Linked DNA regions of Mus musculus: region 1 is linked to region 2. A link is a contact called in public Hi-C data. All regions are on one chromosome and are shown on one strand. Each heading gives the region's core, a stretch centred on a gene start, on an enhancer-like site or on the middle of the called end of the contact. The rest is flanking DNA. Distances are from core to core; before and after follow the strand shown.

Region 1 (2,700 bases), core at 168-2,667, 380 kb before region 2:
TGAAATGTTGTGAGCTCCGACTCCCAGAGCCAATGAGGGTCAGAGACAGTGAAGCTTTTTGTCTAGACCCTGGCATCTGCCGATCTCTATAGGCAGATGTGAGGGGATTGCCCAGCACATTGTCAGTCTCACTCTAACAGCCCCGAAGCTGGTGGTATTCCCCAAGGATGGACGATGGTCAATCCCTGCTGCAGGATTAACGTGCTTATGCCATTTGCATTAGCCTGTTTGCAACGACAATAAATTCATTTCTAAAGTCCTCTGAGAGAGGGATGAGTATTATCCCCTGACCCGCAGGACAAGGTTAAGTGACCACCCCAAATGAACACAGCTAGTAAGTCCAAGGTTTAGACACTGAGTTCAGAGCGCTCTGACCCCAAGCCTTGCTCTCTGAGCACTCATCTCTTTCTGGTGCTGTAGGTATTTTAAGCTGTGCCTGGGCTTGCTCACCAGATGGCTTTTTAATCTCTCTCCTGTTGCTACATTATTAATCTCTAAATTGTTTAGCGGTGAGATGAACTGGTACAGGGGCGAGGCTTCCTGGAAGAACTGCTGACATTTTACAAGGGCCTGGGAGGGTGGTGCAGCTTTGGGTAGAGGAGGGAGAGACAGCAGCTCACTAGGGCTGGGGAAATAACAGTGGAACTCTGCAATATGGCACCTACCATTCTGGAAACCAGACAGATACACTCTTTTCTCTTAACAAAAAAAAAAGCTGTGCGCTCAAATTAGTCAAACATTTAACTGTCGGTGGCTTCCTGATAGTGCCTGCTCCAAAAGGGATAAAAAAACAAACCTCCTTGCAACTCCATTTTCAGAGTGTCTATGACTCGATGAGACATTGGGTTGTTTTTCTCCCTCGCTGCAGAGTGATGGATGCTTCCGGCAGAGTTGCAAGTAGCAAAGTCCCACAGCCTGGAAGCTTTCCCTCGCTTATAGAGTGAGTCATGCTAATCCTGCAGAGGGGCAGCTGCCATACGCCCTTCGAATAGGCTGCGTGTAGGAGGTCGATGGAGTTTGATGGGGCTCTTGGGTGGCTGCATCTCCACGGAATGGAGGGCATGGTGCCCTCAGATGAGCAGAACAGAGGGAGGCTAGAAATCTGAAAAGCTAAGTTATTCTGCCGAGCATAAAGCATTTGAACCTGCCCCACCCTTCCCACTTCCCGTCTGCTCGTTATTCACCACAGTAATATTTGGGCACTTTGAAAAGAACGATATTTTAAAATGAAGCTATTCCAAGGAGAAGGAAAAATATCTTCATTTGGCATCCACCAGTCATGCAAATTAGCCCAAATAAAAATAAGACTGAAGGCAACTTCGAATATTATTGTACTTTTCCAGGCTCCTGCCAGTCTCTGCTGTCAATTGAAACCACCCTCCATCCTGGGTGACAATGATGTAAGCAGGGCTTATGATCTTGCCCAGATCCGTGCAGAAGCAGGCACTCAGAAAGCATGGATACCAGAGATTCTTTATGCAGATCTTGTTAGAACCTAGTCCTTGAAGTGACATGGCGCTCTCCATGACAGGACTTTGTACAAGTATGTTTCTACAGTGTTGATGATACATTGTTGGTTCATTAAAGATTAGTCTATCAAATATCCTAAGACTCCCCACGTTCTTCCTGGGAGACCAGTCCAAGTACCTGCAGAAGGGGGCAGAATTAGAAGGGTCAGATATGATGCAGACTGTTTAGAAACTCCACACCCCTTGCTATGAAACAGACGTGGAAGTGGATGAAGAATTTCCAGGACCCCTTGTCCAGGAAGTCCTCACAATGGTACCCAAGTCACTCCTCTCGTGCTTCTGAGGCGATGAAGCTGTGTCTTTTCTCTCTCCTTTCACTTCTGTCTGCTCTGCCCCTCTCTTTCTTTTCTGTCCTTAGTCTCTCTTTTGCCTTCTCTCCTTCCTATGTGAATGTACACTGTGTTTGTTCTGGGCTGCAGGGTCACCTCCACTTGCTATACATAAGCCCAGAACTGAAGATACATTCCATGGTTATTTGAGACAATGGTTGATGCTTCTTACTGTTGGTTTCCTAGCGTTGTGATTGAAATGGCATCACTGGATACAGTCTCAAAGTCCTTCCCCCACACTATTTATGGACAGTTCTGAAAGTTCTCAGCCATCTATATTTGTACTAAGCTACTATTTCAGTGTGATGTCAAAGCAACTGGGACAACATCCTCACTTGGCTAGTCACAGAGGAGACAAACATGTTGGTATAGATGTTTTACATTTGTCTTTCAAGGGTCATGAGGTTGGTGGCTGCAGAGATATCACACCAATGGAACCTATGAGCTAGCAATCCTTCCTTCAAAAACAATCTTCTTTCAATAAGTCCTCTCTTTCCTCTTTCCATGTTTTTTTCCCCTTCTCTTCCTTCTCTCCCTCTGGCAAGATCCTGTTCTTCAGCTTAGAAAACTTTCCTGTGTGGAACATACAGGAGCTGTATGGAGAAGGACAGAGCCATCCAAAGGAGGCTGAGCAGATTTCTGAACTGCCCCATGGACCCCACTCTCCCACTTGGTTTTGTTTGCTGCCAAAGCAATACCCTATACCTCAGTAAAGTATGACCCCTTCACCAATGATGCTTTGTTCAGTCTTCATTACAGGCCACATTTTCTCTGGGATTTCCTCTAACCTTAGTTCTCAATCCTCCCAGCAGATCAGACTTGCGATTTCAGTCATGTGGTCT
Region 2 (2,927 bases), core at 375-2,874:
GGCACAGCGTGATCAGCTACATTATCTGGAGACAGGTTTGTGTATCACTTGTTGCAGGTGTTGGGTGGGAGGGTCCCAGGTTACTAAGTTATCCCTGCAAACTACCTGTGTCAGCTGGAACCCAGAGCCTTGTACATGTCTGGTGAGAGCCCTGTTAACACAGTTATACCCCAGCCCCTCTAGCTCTCTTTTTTAAATCTCTGCTTTTCTTTTTCTCTCAGGGTTTAATTTGTTTTTCTCAAAGGCACCTCAGCAGTCCTTCCAATCAGCTTTCAATTCTGTTCATTTTCTTGTTCCAGTCTAATCTTCTAATTTTTTTATTTTTCCCTACTTTAGCTTTCCATTTATGTCTTCTTAACTCTTTTAATTTTTATTTTGAATAGATAATTTTTCTCCCATATTTCAGTTTCCATGAGCTCTTTTTAAAAGTTGCATTTTACCCCCTTACACGATGCAGTGTTTTCTCCTGTGAGGGTAACATGATTCTTTATAAGATTTCATATTCTTTGTGTGTGTGCACAACAGTATAGGTGTCTACAGAGGCATCAGATCCCTTAGAGCTGGAGGTGTAGGCAGTTGTGAGTCAGCGTGGGTGCTGGGACCCAATGGTGGTCCTCTGTTAGAGCAGTATGTGCTCTTAACCACTGAGCCAGCTCTATAGTTCCATATTATAGTCCCTTACCAAGGTTTCTTATGGTATTTGGGTGGGGGGTGTTACTCTGAAATTTCACCCTTTTTCCAAATGCTCAGCCATCCTATCATATTTAAGAGACTGACAGTGAAAGACCAAGAAACCTGGGCATGATTTTGCATGCTTTCGATTCCCAAGTGCGGGCTAAGATGGAAGTGGGCTAAGATGGAAGTTTCGTCTCTCAGGAAATGAGACTCCACTGCACACTATATTCCCAAAGGGAGACTTTCAGATCCCTGGCACATTTGGGAAGGCATTTTGAATATTGTACCCCGGAAGTCTTATTGATGAGTAAGTCTGAAAATGGTCACCAAGACACTGTTAGTGGTAGTGGCAGTGACGACGATGATCACTGCAAAGTGAATTAGTCACACACTCTGGCCTCCACACATGTAGGATGCCACCGTGTACATGTCTCCCAGTAAATAATAAGTGTAAGAAAAAATTAAAACTTGTAGAGTCACACAGGTGGCTGAAATGGAATTTGGATCCGGTTGTCTCTCCTTCCTGATGATGGTAATAGCACTCGGCTGCTGAGATGTGTTGAGGATTCACCGTGCACGCCTTTACCTTCTGCATGGTCTGGCCTCCTTTCAAGCCTCAGAATGCAGAAGCTTGCTGTTCCTCTCTTTGGATGGCTGTTTTTGGCACACAAGTAGACCAGTAACATTTATTTTTAAAAATTCTTATGTAACTGAAGTATTTAACTTCTGTAGCAATTCCCTGCCCCCCTGCCCAAGGACCTGAAAACAGACCTTCTTTAAAAATTATAATTACATTTATTATTCCTGTAGAGGGAGGGAACAGGCATGTTGAGGTCAAAGGGCAACTCGTGGGAGTTAGTTTTCATCTTCCACTGTGTGGATCTCAGGGATTGAACGCAGGCTGTCATGCTTGATGACAAGCACCCTTCTGGCTGAGTCATCTCGCCCGCCCTAAAAAAGGTGGCTTATGACTTTCCCAACACAATTTCCCCACTCCTCCTGTATTTCCTCTGCTGTGCGGAGCTCAGAGAACAAATTGTTCTCTAGCAACTCTTTTGTTTTTGCAGTTGGAGAGATTGAGGGGATCCCAGCACACAACACTAGAAAACTGACTCGTGTTTTCTACAGTTCTCTCCAGTTGAGTTAAGGCTCGTGGTTGTTATATCTTCCAAATTGATAGGTCAAGAATGAGGATCACTGGTATGATATGCACACACACACACACACACACACACACACACACACACCCTCAGGTTTGCAAGACAGTGAGATATTCTGAATGAGATATACATAGTGCATAGTGGTCCATACCTTTAATCTCAGCACATGGGCAGCGTAAACAGATATAGCTTTGTGAGTCTGAGGTTAGCCCGGTCTATGTAGAGCATCCCATGACATTTAGGGCTGCATCATGAGAACTTTTCTTTAAAAAAAAGGCGGTGGGTGGATCCCCTAATGCAAGTTTCTCTTCTTGTGTGTGTGTGTGCTTGGCAATAAAATGAGATTATCTGTAATAAAAGTGTTTCATTACACAAGTCAATTACAAATATTTACAGTCCAAGTGTACAAGGCAGCTGAAGTTAGAGTAGTTGTTAGGTCTCAAACCTGGGACAAAGAGCTGAGGCGCTGATTTAACTGGATCAAACTGGATCTGGTGGCCAGGTTCTCCCAGCATCCCTCAGTCCCTGTTACAGGGTCCTCTTGGCTGGCATACTCTGCCCTCTACCCTAAACTTCTGCAGCCCAAGGGCTGGGCTGCCCTTCCCCTAGCTGCTCTTCCCTATAGAATCCAGCCATTTTGGCTACACCAGCCCTTTTGGCCTCTTGCTCCAAGCTCCCTCCTCTCTATCCCTCTTCTTCCTTCTCACTTCTCCTCACATGATCCACCTCAGTCTGCTGGTCATGTCCACTATGGACTCTCTCCCTGATGCCTCTGTCTGCACTCTCCCTCCTATCTACCATAAGACTTCTCCTCTACCGTACCTAGTATACCATGCCCTCCTTTTATTCTTTTTTTTTCTTCATTCAGTAATAACTACAAATCCTTAATGACTACATGTCAAGCCCTATACTAACTTGACCTACATTGTGTCATGTTGTCCTCATATTACCTCACCTACAGATGAGAAGACTAAGTTGTGAGACTGGCCAATTCACCTTGAAACTGAAGAGGCTACATAAGGGCAATGAGTTACTGGAAGTTGTAGTACTTTAAGATGGGCATGGGTTGCTGGGAGTTGTAGTCCTCCTGAT

Evidence for each region. Hi-C and Micro-C count contacts between places; a contact is called where the count stands out from the background.
Region 1: a Hi-C map of cerebral cortex shows a contact between it and region 2, with 2.1 times the contacts expected there. The contact joins two enhancer-like sites. A contact is called at or near these places in 2 of 484 Hi-C or Micro-C datasets (cerebral cortex and myocytes) and 1 of 9 other capture datasets (embryonic stem cells).

Annotation. Positions count from the first base shown.
Region 1 is chr3:85,367,223-85,369,922 of GRCm38.p6, reverse strand. No RefSeq gene overlaps it. Among named protein-coding and RNA genes, the nearest start is that of Gm52637, 17 kb to the left of the region's middle. Within about 2 kb of position 1,417, at least 58 of the 459 cell types and tissues checked have an H3K27ac peak or open chromatin away from gene starts, as enhancers often do. A contact at or near this core is called in cerebral cortex, where this site is marked.
Region 2 is chr3:84,983,903-84,986,829 of GRCm38.p6, reverse strand. No RefSeq gene overlaps it. Among named protein-coding and RNA genes, the nearest start is that of Gm30944, 38 kb to the left of the region's middle. Within about 2 kb of position 1,624, at least 13 of the 459 cell types and tissues checked have an H3K27ac peak or open chromatin away from gene starts, as enhancers often do. A contact at or near this core is called in cerebral cortex, where this site is marked.